Regions from separate parts of the Mus musculus genome. Here region 1 is linked to region 2. A link is a contact called in public HiChIP or PLAC-seq data. All regions are on one chromosome and are shown on one strand. Each heading gives the region's core, a stretch centred on a gene start, on an enhancer-like site or on the middle of the called end of the contact. The rest is flanking DNA. Distances are from core to core; before and after follow the strand shown. Region 1 has its middle 13 kb from the start of 4930480C01Rik. Region 2 overlaps N4bp2 (NEDD4 binding protein 2).

Region 1 (3,299 bases), core at 251-2,750, 150 kb before region 2:
CTGGTCTACAAAGTGAGTTCCAGAACAGCCAGGGCTACACAGAGAAACCTTGTCTCAAAAAACAAAAAACAAACAAACAAAAAAAAAAAAGGAAAGAAAAAAGAAATTAACAATAATAATGGTAGTAAAATAGAACAGTTGTGACAATCCACTGCAATTAAAGTTATAAAATACAGTTTCTTTCTAGGAACAAACAGTTCTTGTCATTCTGTGACAAGGTTTCACTTTACAGCCCCCCTACCTCAGCCACCTAAGTACTGAGATTAGAGGAGTGAGCCACCAAGCCCTGATTACTGAATTGCAGTTTGTATTCACTCTTCTTCCAGCAATGTGAGAGGATACAGAGCCTAAAGATGAAATTAGCATAGCTTTAGGCTAGTGTGGGAGAGATACTTAAATGCATGTACCACGGGATGTGGGCGGTTGATCTGACAAAGAGATGGCTACTATGTATCCAGTGGGCAGGGACCATACAGAATTGATACACTGGACAAAGGAGCAATTCCCCTCCTGGGTGGCAGGCCAGCAGGAGATTTTATTATGCTACTAAGAACAGTGTCAATTTGAAATTTGTGAATTGTTTATCTCTAATTTTTTCATTCAATATGTTTTTCATCTTTTATTCATTATTGAAAAATTTACTTACATATACAACGGATATTGCCCATATCTACCCCCACATAGAAAGGTAGAACGACCCCAGTGATGTACCTGGAGTTACCACCCCTACCTTTGGCTGCCTATATTTGTATGAGCAAAAACTACATTTTTTAAACTTTTTATAAAACCAGTAATTTCAGCTTTTCATTTTCAAGTAAAATAAAATCAATCTCATACCAAAAAAAAAGTAAAACTTTTTTTGAAATTTTCTTCCAGAATTACCACGAAAGAAATAAAAAGATTTCATCCCTAAAAGCTTGATTCCTTCTTAAAGAGGAGGGCCATTGGGCACAGTGGCGCACGCCTTTAATCCCAGCACTCAGGAGGCAAAGGCGGGTGGATCTCTGTGAGTTTGAGGCTAGCCTGCATTTCACTTCCTCTGACTTTTGTTTATTGACATGGTCTCATGGTCTCACTTTAGACAAAGCTTGGCCTAGAACGCATTATGTAGCCAAGTAGCCTTGAGTTTAGCGCAATCCCTCTGCCTCAGTCTCCGAAATGCTGGGGTTATAGGCATGCACTGCTAAGCCAGACTTTACTTGCTTTGTTAAATCATTAAAACAAATGTTTACTCTTTAGAACAAACGCTCTCCAGGAAAGCTCTCTCGCTGGTTCTTTACTCCTGAGCATCTCAGCATTCTCTGCCAGTTTATAAGAACTTAGGGAGAACTGGGGGACCTTTAGGTATGCTGCAGAGAAAGTGACACTTTGAAGGCTGTAGGCCAAGCCTCAGTGGGACCACTGTGGATGGGAAAAGAAGAGGCAAGAGAGGGCCAGGAAGGGTGGTGGCACACAGGTTCTCTCTAACCTCCTCTCAAGATGCAGGAATCACCCATGACCAGCAGAGGGCAGCAGGAGATGACCGTCCAGGGTTCCTCATAGGCACATGACTTCAGGTCTCAGTATAGACTCAGGTCTCCTGGGTTTCTGTGTCCAACGTCATATTGCCCAAGACTTTGTCAAAATGGAGTCACTTCCTGAAAAAAGGAGGCTGGTTCTACTGTTTTTACGTGCTGGTCTTAGACATTCCTTCTCTCGAATCTACTTTTTGTCATAGCTACAACATGTCCAATGTTTTCTTAAAGTTCTCTTGTGCTAATCACTAAGATCTTTGAAATTTTGACTGATATTTTATTATCATTTATATATATATATATATATAGCGGATATGTACTGATAATTGATAATGTTATCGATAATTTAAAATTGATAATGATTTGTATGTGTCATTTACATGTCACTGATATGTAAATATCACTGATATGTGACCATTTATACATGCATAGAACCTCTCAGTAGAAAATCAAATTGCTTCAGCTAGTGAATTACTCTCTTAAATCCTCTTTGGCCCAGTGCAGAAGACAACATCACCATCTCCGTTTTCTAGACAGGAAAATGACATTCAAACAAGTTAGATAGATTTCAGGAGACTTTTCACAAAAGCTGGCATTGCAACTGGTTGACCTGCAGAATTACTTCGACCCAAGACAGGAGGCAGAGGGGAGCCCCCAGCCTTTCAGGTCAGAGGGAAGTGGCTCTGACTCCCACCCCTGCTAGAACAATTCCTCCCCTTCAGCTGAGCTCTCTCTGCTTCTTCCTTTTCTTCCTCTTCTGTCGCTGAAGAAGAATGTCTGTCTCCCTAAACCTGAATGCTCCCGAATGCATTCCTCATGAGTCAAGGCTGCAAATTCCAGGACAGAAATAAAAGCCGGGGGCGGGGGGGACCATCATTGAAATGCCCAGAGGGTCACAATGCACCTGTCGGAAACAACCCAGAGGGAAGCTGGCAATCTGAACTGGAGTGCGTGCTATGTGTCCAAGTGACTTCTCATCTCTAAGAATAATGGTGACAGGTGCCGGGGTAAGAGAAACCCTAAACTCTGCCACTTGCTGGCTGTGTGACCTTGGGTGAGCTGTCTCCACTCTTAACTTCCCCATCTGTGGGAGAACAGCCGTCTTGTCGCAGCAACCCATGTATCATAACAATTAATACAGGATCTATAAGCTAGTGTAAAATGTCCTTTAAAAATTATATGGGGTGGAATGGAGGCATGTGCACATGTCACAGAGGCAGGGCCATCGGATCACCTGGAACTTGAGTCACATTACAGGTGGTTCTGAGTCACCTGGTGTAGGCACTAGAAACAGAACTCATGCCCCATGCAAGAGCAGTCTGTGTCAGCCTTCATAGCCAGCCCCCCAGTGTTTTCTAAACTACTGTGAAAGCAAAAGGAACATTCATTTTAAGAATCCAGTCAACTTCGGGTAAATCACAATAGCTGGTAAATAGTGCCTTTTCTACTTGCAGATTTCACCTGAAGGTTGTTTTCTTTTTGCTTTTGTTTTTGTTTGTTTTGTTTGGTTTTGTTGATAAGGTGAAAGACTCATTCCAAAGACAAGAAGAAATGCTGAACTGCAGTATCCCTGACCCAAACTCCTATTTCAGACCCCGATTCCCCATTCGCTAACATGCGTAAGAGTTGGGGGACTACAGGAAGAAGAAGCCAGAGGGATGGATACGCTTGGTTCACATATATTCCCCTTCCTCCCAAGCATTGCTGGGTCCCAGCACTAGAGAGGAGAGGCATCAGCCACAACATTGAGGGGCTACACTCCCGCTTTCATCCACTCCATTCGGG
Region 2 (3,056 bases), core at 371-2,870:
ATGTCTATCTCATCTCATATTCTATCAAAAACATAGTTCTTATTTTGTGGCAAAACTGCATTTGCCTTTGACTCCGAGGCCCCGAAATCAAGTCCAACACATCTACTACCTTGGAAGTACTCCTGGCATTCCCACTAATTTTACAAACACAACTACAAAACTTAAATGACTATATTGCTATTACTGGGGCTAGGGATATCGTTCAATTGGTAGAATATGTTTCTACCATGCACAGGGACCAGGGCTTGATCACTATTACCACAAATATCAGCTATGATGGCACACACTTGTAATCCCAGCACGTGGGGGTTTAGAGGCAGGAGGTACAGAAAATGCATGAATCCGGCTACACGGTGAATGTAAGAACAAGAACAGACTGGGATACAAGATCTCCCATCTCAAAACACACACAGTCTATGGCTACCAAAAAAAATTCAAATTCAGGAGGAAAAAAAGCAAATACATCTTAAAATGTAATGGCCAAGGGCTCAAGAGAGAAACTAAGGAAGCAAACGCCCTTGAAGGACACCCTTGAAGCCATCTCTGCGGGGCAGTCTAACCCTGATTCTGGTTCCCACATCAAAGCACTAACAACTGACTTGGCATAAAGACATAAACAAAAGGAACTGTGTTTTCCACAAAATGAAGTTCTGGGCCATGAGTGGTAACAAACACATGATTAACACCTTTAACCCCAGCACTATGCAGGCAAAGAGAACAACAGCCTGGTCTATATAAGGTCCAGGCTATGCAGTGAGACCCTGTCTCAAAACATCAAAAATAAATAAATAGTTTGAAATCGTTAGTTCTATAATTACTACTATTCACTTCTCTTCCTTCTAATTATGTTTCTTTTGTTCACTTGTTTTCTGTGGCTTGAGACAAGGTTTCCCTGTGTAGTCCTGGCTGTTCTAGAACCCAAGGATCAGCCTGTCTCTGTCCTCCCAGGACTGGTATTAAAGGCATGCACCACCATGCCCAGTTCAAAATCAAGTTTCTAAAACATTATTTAACACACTATAATTTTCAACTTCTAGTCATCAGTAGAATTCATTTATTCACCTTTTTTTGTTCCTAAATTCAAAATCAACTGTGGATCTTCTGTTCTTATTTTCAAGTCTGGTTTTTATACTCCATAAACAAAGTTAACCTCATCTTTCTCCTAGTCAAATTAGCTTTCATCCACAGAAAGTATTTCATAGTCTTAGTATCTTGAAACTATCTTTAACTTGAAACTTTTTTTTTTTTTTAGTTTTACTTCTGTCAAAACTGTATGAGAAAAAAGAATACAATAAAAACTTTTGGTTGAAGATTATTATCTTTTAAAAGATCACAAAAAAAAATTTGAGTTATTAACGATGTTGAGCAGTTATTAACGATGTGTTCTGGAAATTCACATTAGCTGTACCAATCCGTGCACTATACCTTCTAACAAATGTCAATAAAACTTCCTACCTTGCCAGAAAGGATTTCCCTGAGCCCGGCAGCCCTCTGAGAAGCACGAGAACTAAGCCAACGAAGGAGGTAGCCTTCTTCCTCACAGGCTGTGACGCTGGGGCCTCCTGCACCTGGTAAGCACTGGCTCCCTCACCGCCTCTCCACACTTTGGTTGGAGAGTTGTGGGAGATGATGGGGGGTGGGAACGTGTAGTTGACAGGTCTCCAGTGAGCAGCTGTGGTCACCACAGGGGCTACAAAGCCATGGTTTCCTTGAAAGAGATCAAAAGCAGGGATCATCGGGTTCCAGATCGGTGGTGGGGGCGGGGGCGGAAGGAGTAAGGGAAGAGGGGTGAGCACCGGGCAGTAATTCATATCCTTCCCCTTTGGTGGCAGTTCAGGATGTTTGTGCGGCTTGAAATTGAACCCTTCAGAGGGCACAAAAACATCAGGCGCAGAAGCCGACTTCTGATCCCCATCTGTACCTGGTAGGTCAGACCCTGAATTGTGCAGAGGGTGAGTTGAAGGAGCCTGAGGGTCACTGTTGCCCAAATCTGCAAGGGCTTGAGAATGCTGCGCACTAGGACACTCAGATTCTGAAAGATCTTTCTGTCTTTGGCTAAAATTGCCACAACCTCTAACAGAGCCATTTGTTGGATTTCCAGAGCTACTGAGAGGAGAGCCTTCTGAGTAGCCCCCTTCCAATGCCAATTTTGCACAACTCTCAGGCGCATTCAAAACTGAATGTGAAGTTGGTGGGTTTGAACCTGGTAAAGAAGCAGAACTCTTGAGAGTTTCGCTGTTTGAGCTCGTGCTCTGTACAGAAAGAAGAGAAGTCATGCCACTTGAATCTGAGTTCATAAAGGTGGAAGGGTCGTTAAAACTATTAGCATCTTGCAGAGGTGAGAATGGGTATACTTGGTCATCAGGAGGAGAGTTTAATTTCTCAAAAGCGTTCTGTATTAAGGAATCCAAGTCCTCAGTTAGCTGCATATCCAAAAATGAATCCAGCTTGGAATCTTCACCCTCGCCTTCGGGATGGCACGTCTCCATTACTGAGTTTCCTGCTGCACCAGGCTTGCTGTCACGATCACCAGAAGTCTGTGCAGACGACTCTGCCCCCTTGGCATCAGTGGCAGACAATTCTAACAGACAATCCATGGCATTTTCAACTGCATGAGAACAAGAACAGCAACAACAACAACAAATGTATGTATGTATGTATGTATGTGTGTGTATATATATATATATATATATATATACACACACACACACACACACACACACACATTGAAAATGTATCAATAGCCAAGTCATCTTTTAAAAACTGACACTACTCTAATACATCAAAATCTACACTAGAGAAGTATTAATGATAGAGCCATGGAATGGTATTCTTTTCAATTGTAATAAGCTACTGTCAAGTACAAATTGAACAGTTTAATGAGTATATACATAGACTCTATATGATAGGGTCATGTATAAAGATCCTAAAGTCAGTTGATACATTCAACAGTTATTTATCTATTGGATGTCCATTTAAGGACTAAGTATTTTAAGTAGGTATTCTCTTAGTAAACATTTACTCATTTACACAGTCTATACCACATATTTCACAGT

What was found. HiChIP or PLAC-seq counts read pairs in DNA pulled down with a chosen protein or histone mark.
Region 1: a contact with region 2 is called in an H3K27ac HiChIP or PLAC-seq map of double positive thymocytes, with 6 read pairs. The contact joins two enhancer-like sites. A contact is called at or near these places in 12 of 39 promoter capture datasets (the 3T3-L1 cell line, the HPC-7 cell line, embryonic stem cells and 7 more), 1 of 15 datasets of contacts at CTCF or cohesin (large pre-B cells), 2 of 484 Hi-C or Micro-C datasets (bone marrow-derived macrophages and centrocytes), 4 of 115 datasets of contacts at active chromatin or transcription factors (the 230-238 cell line, double positive thymocytes, embryonic stem cells and 1 more) and 4 of 9 other capture datasets (adipose tissue, embryonic stem cells, liver and 1 more).

What each region holds. Positions count from the first base shown.
Region 1 is chr5:65,936,427-65,939,725 of GRCm38.p6, reverse strand. It overlaps a transcript of Chrna9 not described here. Among named protein-coding and RNA genes, the nearest start is that of 4930480C01Rik, 13 kb to the left of the region's middle. Within about 2 kb of position 1,500, at least 37 of the 459 cell types and tissues checked have an H3K27ac peak or open chromatin away from gene starts, as enhancers often do. A contact at or near this core is called in double positive thymocytes, where this site is marked.
Region 2 is chr5:65,789,570-65,792,625 of GRCm38.p6, reverse strand. It overlaps N4bp2 (NEDD4 binding protein 2), which reads right to left. Exons shown (of 20, transcript NM_001024917.1): 6 at 1,456-2,608. The coding sequence starts at 2,597. Among named protein-coding and RNA genes, the nearest start is that of N4bp2, 28 kb to the right of the region's middle. Within about 2 kb of position 1,620, at least 37 of the 459 cell types and tissues checked have an H3K27ac peak or open chromatin away from gene starts, as enhancers often do. A contact at or near this core is called in double positive thymocytes, where this site is marked.